Regions from separate parts of the Mus musculus genome. Here region 2 is linked to region 1. Evidence: chromatin contacts called from public HiChIP or PLAC-seq data. All regions are on one chromosome and are shown on one strand. Each heading gives the region's core, a stretch centred on a gene start, on an enhancer-like site or on the middle of the called end of the contact. The rest is flanking DNA. Distances are from core to core; before and after follow the strand shown.

What was found. HiChIP or PLAC-seq counts read pairs in DNA pulled down with a chosen protein or histone mark.
Region 2: a CTCF HiChIP or PLAC-seq map of CD8 T cells shows a contact between it and region 1, with 5 read pairs. The contact joins the promoter of Tspan9 here to the enhancer-like site in region 1. A contact is called at or near these places in 1 of 15 datasets of contacts at CTCF or cohesin (CD8 T cells), 17 of 484 Hi-C or Micro-C datasets (the AML12 cell line, CD8 T cells, the MC3T3-E1 cell line and 11 more), 5 of 115 datasets of contacts at active chromatin or transcription factors (T-cell acute lymphoblastic leukemia, cardiomyocytes and embryonic stem cells) and 3 of 9 other capture datasets (adipose tissue, liver and pancreatic islet).

What each region holds. Positions count from the first base shown.
Region 1 is chr6:127,955,352-127,958,441 of GRCm38.p6, reverse strand. No RefSeq gene overlaps it. Among named protein-coding and RNA genes, the nearest start is that of Gm15870, 12 kb to the right of the region's middle. Within about 2 kb of position 1,806, at least 6 of the 459 cell types and tissues checked have an H3K27ac peak or open chromatin away from gene starts, as enhancers often do. A contact at or near this core is called in CD8 T cells, where this site is marked.
Region 2 is chr6:128,033,515-128,036,573 of GRCm38.p6, reverse strand. It overlaps Tspan9 (tetraspanin 9), which reads left to right and starts at 1,512. Exons shown (of 7, transcript NM_001379136.1): 1 at 1,512-2,408. The coding sequence starts at 2,073.

The DNA.
Region 1 (3,090 bases), core at 557-3,056:
AAAAGCTATAAGGAGTTATAAAAGAGAGGGACCAAAGAGGACACAGAGGGATGACCACAATATGACCCAAACTTCCCTTTATACGATGAATGCACACTATTAAACTTAGAGGGGCTGGAGAGGTGGCATAGCAGTTAAGAGCATTGCTCTTCCATAGGTCCCAGGTTTGATTACCAACATCCACACGGGCAGCTCACAACCATTTGTAGCTCTAGTTACAGGGGAGCTGATGCCCTCTTCTGGCTTCTATGGACACCAGGCATGCACACCGTGAACAGAGAAAACCACACCCATACACATAAAATCAAAATAATAAAAAGGTGTAAAGGTATCCAGCTTGTTCCTGGACTAGTGCAAATACTGAGTCCTGAAACTAAAGGCAGGGTCCACAGAAAAACATTACCCATTACCCAGGCTGAAAGCCAGGGACACAGGAGGGTGATGTGGAGAGGGGAGTAGATGTTTTAGGGAGAGACAGAGGGGTGGAGAAAGAGAGAGGGAGGGAGGGAGGGAGGGAGGGAGGGAGGGAGGGAGGGAGGGAGAGCGAGAGCGAGAGCGAGAGAGAGAGAGAGAGAGAGAGAGAGAGAGAGAGAGAGAGAGAGAGAGAGAGAGAGAGAGAGAGAGAGAGAGAGAGAGAGAGAGAGAGAGAGAGAGAGAGAGAGAGAGAGAGAGAGAGAGAGAGAACATTGAAAAGAGCTTACTAGATATGCATCCAGGGCCTTAGCTCAGCTCCAGCTGGCTCAGCACCACCACTCAATAATCCACAGAAGTCAGATTAAATAAATGTCATTCAGACACAAAAATATTGACATTTTCCCCATCCCTTCAAGCATTCAGCAAGATGGGGAGGCTCTCTGGATTTGCTGAGTCTGACAGTCATGAGATGGCCCATTGTCTCCCTAAGCCAGGAAAAAGAATAGCAGTACTCTGCAGGCCTGCCTGCAGGGCCAACTCTCTTGCCTGAAGATCCCCCCATAAGAAATGCTCCTTTGTACCCTCAGAGGCCAACAGAGAGCTGAGGTGCCTCTGGGGTAGCTCAAGGCACGGGCTGCTCCCTCTCTGCAGCTCTGGGCATAGAATAGAGAGGTGACTTGGTTGAGGAAGCTCCCGACTGGATCTTGTGGTCAGCACCTGTTGCCCAGAATTTTTTTCTGGGTAGAGAGTTTTGGAACTTAGTCTGGGCTGATGTTCTGTGAAGCCCTGCACCAGGTGGTTAAAGTGAGAAGCAGCTACCTTTGTAGCTTAGTGGCATCAGGAAGCCCCCTGTCTTTTGTCTGATTCCTGTTCAGACTTTCTACATTGAATTCCTGGAGTTTGGACATATCCTTAATATATAGAAACATATTTTTCAAGCAAGACCTATGCTACTACCTAAGGACTCAGCCATGCTACTACCTCCTGGCCATCCAGGGCAAGCACGCTGCATGTGGCATCTGGATGTCAGCTTAGGGTTTTCTAAAGCAGTTAGAGAATTTGAAAGTCTGATGGAGGACTGGGGATGTGGCTCAGTGATAAAGCACCTGCTTAATGTGTGGAGGCCTTGGGTTTTATCCCTTAACACCACAAACAAAACAAGCAAACAAGCAAGCAAACAAACAAAAAACAACCCTCAGACCAGTGGTGGTTGTTCAACACTCTTGGTCATGGCTGTTGTGGTTTGGATCTGAAATGTCTTCCACGTGTCCCATGTCTTGAATGTTTGCTCTTCAGTTTGCGACTCTATTTCAAAGGCCGTGGAACCTTCAGAAAGTGGAGCCCATCTGTAGAAAGGAAGTCATTGAAGGTCACACTTACCCTTGGTGTCAGTTTCTGCTTCCTGTCAGTCACCAGTGAACAAGCTGCTACCACAAGCCCTCACGGCCACAGACTGGCGTGTCTCCCGGATGCGATGGACTGAAATCTCTCAGAACCCATGAGCCCTAACAAACCTTTCCTCTCTCAGGTTATTTCTGTCAGGCAGTTTGTCACAGCAATGAGAAAAGTAATGCCCTGATTTTGTGAGATTCTTACTACGGTAATAGTGTTTGCCCCTGGCTGATGGGCAGGGTGGATTGCAAGCCAGATGCACATGCCTGATGCAAGGGCTCTGCCTGGGTCCACAGCTGTTGTCTTCTTTCTGCCGGACTCATTAGGATTCCAACCAGAGGCAGAAACAGGAAAATGCAGCAAGTGATCCCTGTATGTTTATAACTAGGCAGAAAAGAGCTCCAGGCTCCATGAGCACCTTCCCTGTGACATCCTGTTAGGCACCCAGGGCTGCTATAAAGTGCTGGCATTTTCTGGGAAGTGGTGGCACATGACACATGACAGGCCAGCCTGAAGCCCCAGGCAGATCTTGCCATTGCTCATGCCGCCTGTGCACCTTGTCAGCTGCCAGAGCCATTTACACAGCAATTGTGAGCCACCATTAGTAACAGCAGTTGTGAACATCATTAGTGACAGTAGTTGTGAACACCATTAGTGACAGCAGTTGTAAACACCATTAGTGACAGTAGTTGTGAACACCATTAGTAACAGAAGTTGTGACACCATTAGTGACAACAATTGTGAATACCATTAGTCACAGCAATTGTGATCACCATTAGTGACAGCAGTTGTGAACACCATTAGTGACAGAAGTTGTAAACATCATTAGTGACAACAGTTGTGAGCACCATTAGTGCTGCTCGTCTGCAGTGGGGAAGAGTGTGCAATACCACTTACTTTCCTTGGGTGTGTCTGTGCACTTGTGTGCACATGTGCACACTCATAGTAATACTGAAGGGTAAGCAGAGAGCTCACTCTAGTGGGAGAGAGGACAATAAAAATGTCTTAGACCAGGGCCAATCCCCTAATTCTCTCTCAAATACCAAGGGGCTCTGCTGTGATTGGCCAGGCCCTGGAGCTCCCTAGTAGGGTAGATCCCCATGTATGGGTGGCCCAGTTCCATCCGTACATGGCAAGTGGCCAGACCTCCTAGGATTGCTCACAGTGAGTCTTCTCGGGTCTCATTCCTCCAGGAGTCCCTATGTCTTAGGGTTCTACAGCCCAGCTTACCCCACCAGACCTCAGCTACTCCCAGAAAGAGTAGCAAATTTAGGAGGTGGTATG
Region 2 (3,059 bases), core at 263-2,762, 78 kb before region 1:
TTGTCTTTGTTTTTTTTTTTTTTTTCAGACAGTATCTCAGGACCATTGGTCCCCAAAGGAGAGACCCAGTGGTGGTTGTTCACACAGAGCTTTGCTTCTGAGTTCAGAAGGGACCCAGAAGAGTCAAAACAGATCTCAGAGTTATCACCTCTAGGGTGGTGGTGGGGCAAAGTGAAGGTGAATTCCCCCTAGTTGGAATCACTGCCCCCACCCCCCACCCCTCGGGGCATAGCCACAACCATCTGAGTCTATCTGTGCCTCCAGTAACTTCCTGTCCTAACTAGATTTTGTGCTGCCCAAAGGGCAGGCAGTAGTACTATGGTGTTTCCTCAAGGGCTCCCCCTTGGGGCTCAGGATAGAGGGTTGGGGGTTGCAGAGTAGACTCCATCTAGCCGTCCCTATGGAGTACCTTCCAGAGGCTGAGCTCCTTGTTAGCTGCTGGGAGCCTGGTAAAACTTAGCTCCCACACTGACTCACTGCACAAAGGAGAGACTCAGTGTCTAACCCCCGCACCCCCACCCCACTCAGTCTTCTAGTTTTTATCATTTGCAAACCGTGGTGGCCCCAGGTCAGCAATGCAGACTTCTGCATATAAGCCCAGAGGAGGCTGTCTTCATTGCAGCGCTTCACAAGAGGATGAAGGGCTGTTTTTGGATGTTCCTCTGGCAGGCACATACCTCCTGTCTTTTCTCTGACCTCGGCTCCGAGAGGACTCGGGTGTGACCAAAAAAGCATTGCTACCTTGCTCTTCTGCTGGCAAAAAGCAGTGCCCCACTTGAGCCGCCTGCCCCTTGCAGCCCGCCGTCCCACTCGGGAACGCGGAGGCGGGGGCTTGCGCAGCTGCAGGAGTCTCTCGGAGCCGCGCGTGCGTGTGCGCGTGGAGGGGGCAGGGAGGGCGGCGCGCCCCGCGGAGGCCTGAGGGCGCTTTCCTACACCTTGCGTCTCTGCTGCGGCCCCTCTACCAGTGCGCAGTAGCCATTCTCACGTGTGCAAAAGCGTGGTGTGTGTGTGTGTGTGTGTGTGTGTGTGTGTGTGTGTGTGTGTGTGTGTGTGTGTGTGTGTGTGTGTAAAGGTACTGCTTGGGACCATGTGCCCCAGGCTAGACAGGCCCGACGTTCCTAGGGGGCGGAGGCCAGCCTAGTAGTGGCCACCGTTTCTTTCCCTTCCAGCCTTTCCCCCCAGACCTATCCTCTGGCTTCCTAGGGTTCTTGGTGTCTCCAGTTCTCCCCCTCCTCTAGTCGCGGCCCTTGCTGGGGCAAGAAACCAGTGCTTTCCCATGGAGGTGTTAGTTCATTCCTAGCCACTGAGCGAGCCCTTGACATTTAGAAGGGTTCTGGGCACACTAGTTTAGGCACACAAGCAGACCGCTAATCCTATTAAAGATATTGTGTCATTGGGGAGGGGGGTAGCTCCCCTACCGGAGCCAGGCAGACCTTGAGCCCATTGGTCGGATGCAAAGCAGGGGGCGGGGCCCAGAGCCCGGGGAAGGGGCTCTAGGCGATTTCAGAGTCGAGAGTCAGGGCTGGAATTTCGCAGGGCAAGCCCAGCGGTTGCAGCTGCAGCGGATCCGAGGCTCTCTGCCCGCGGCGCACCCGGGCAGCCCAGGGCCGGCAGCGGCTCCGCAAAGTCGCGGAGCAAGGGAGGCCGAGCGCCCGCAAAGTGGTGGGGCTCCGGGTTGGAAGAGGCGTGCCTGCGGAGCTTGGATCCCAGCGCCCTTTCGCCTCGAGTGCTGCGTCCGGTCGGTGGTGCAGCCGCCCGGGAAAGAGCAGTCAAATTGCAGCCTCCCTAAAGAAGCCTAGTTACGCAGGCGAGCCGGCTCCCCAAGCGTGCTTATAACAGTGCCGCAGAGCCCTCCCGGGCCAGCGGGCTAAGGCTGGGAGCGGGGCGCCGTCCCAGAGGCAGTGAACCCCCGGCAGTTGGTTGCTCCGCTATTGCTCGCGGGTGCAGAGAGGGGGCGTGCGAAGCTCCAACAGCCAGCTTGCTCAGAACCCGTGCCCGACCGGGGTGCCCCCTCCGTCCCACTCTGGGAGCAATGCCCCCCGCCCCTCGTGCCCCCCGGGAACGAGGCGAGCATGGAGAAGTCGAGTAGCGAGGATTCTTCGATCCACCGGAGTCCATCTTTGGACAGCAAGGACTCGGACTTTGCCAAGCCGTCCACCTCTGGCCGCCCGTTCGGCCGCGGCTTCACGGCTGGCGCCTTCTACGGCACCGCGGGTTCGCGGGGTCAGAGCCGCACGGAGGCCGGCATTAAGACTGACAAGTACAATGCACCCAAAGGCAGCAAGTACGTGGTGTTTTACCTGGACCTGTCCTTTGTGTTCCTCCTAGAATTTAAGAAGTGCAACATGGCCAGGGGCTGTCTCTGCTGCTTGAAGTACACGATGTTCCTCTTCAATTTGATATTCTGGGTAAGTCCTTACTGTTGAGTCTTCCGTTGCTCCTTCTCCTTGCTTTCCACCCTAGGAATATCTTCTACTTCCTCCTCGCTCTACCTTATCTGCCCAAAGGTAAGTGCTTTTAAAAATTGAAGGCACCCTCCCACTCCCTGCATCTTTCTGTTCCCTTTTCCCTCTTCTCCATGGCTGAATGGAGGCTTCAACTTGTCAGTCTTCCAGGAGAGACACGTTCTGCTCCCAGGAAGCTGGAAAGTTTGCCACTGCTTCCTTCTCCCAAAAAAAAGGCACACTGAAGTACCTGCACCAGGGAACCTGCATCATGGGTGTGGGTCAGACGGCACAGCTGTGCCCCTGGGTTGGTGGGGGGCCGTGAGGATGGTTTCTGAGTTTCTTCTATTGCTCCTGGAGGCAGGAGGCCAGTCTGTAGCATTGTGGGGGTGGGGTGGGGGTGTGGAGGTCACAGTCCCCTGCTCATTTACATGGTTCCCAGGAAGAGGAGGAAGCAGCCATACACGATGAGGGACAGGCTGCTGCTTTTGAGGGATTGCTGTGGGCTGGGCAGCCAGCACTTGGCCAGGCCACTCTTTCCCAGGCTCCAGGAGCCTCCAGGATGAGCAAAAAGGACAAAGGGAGATGATTTTTCTAGAGAAAGTGTCAATGGAT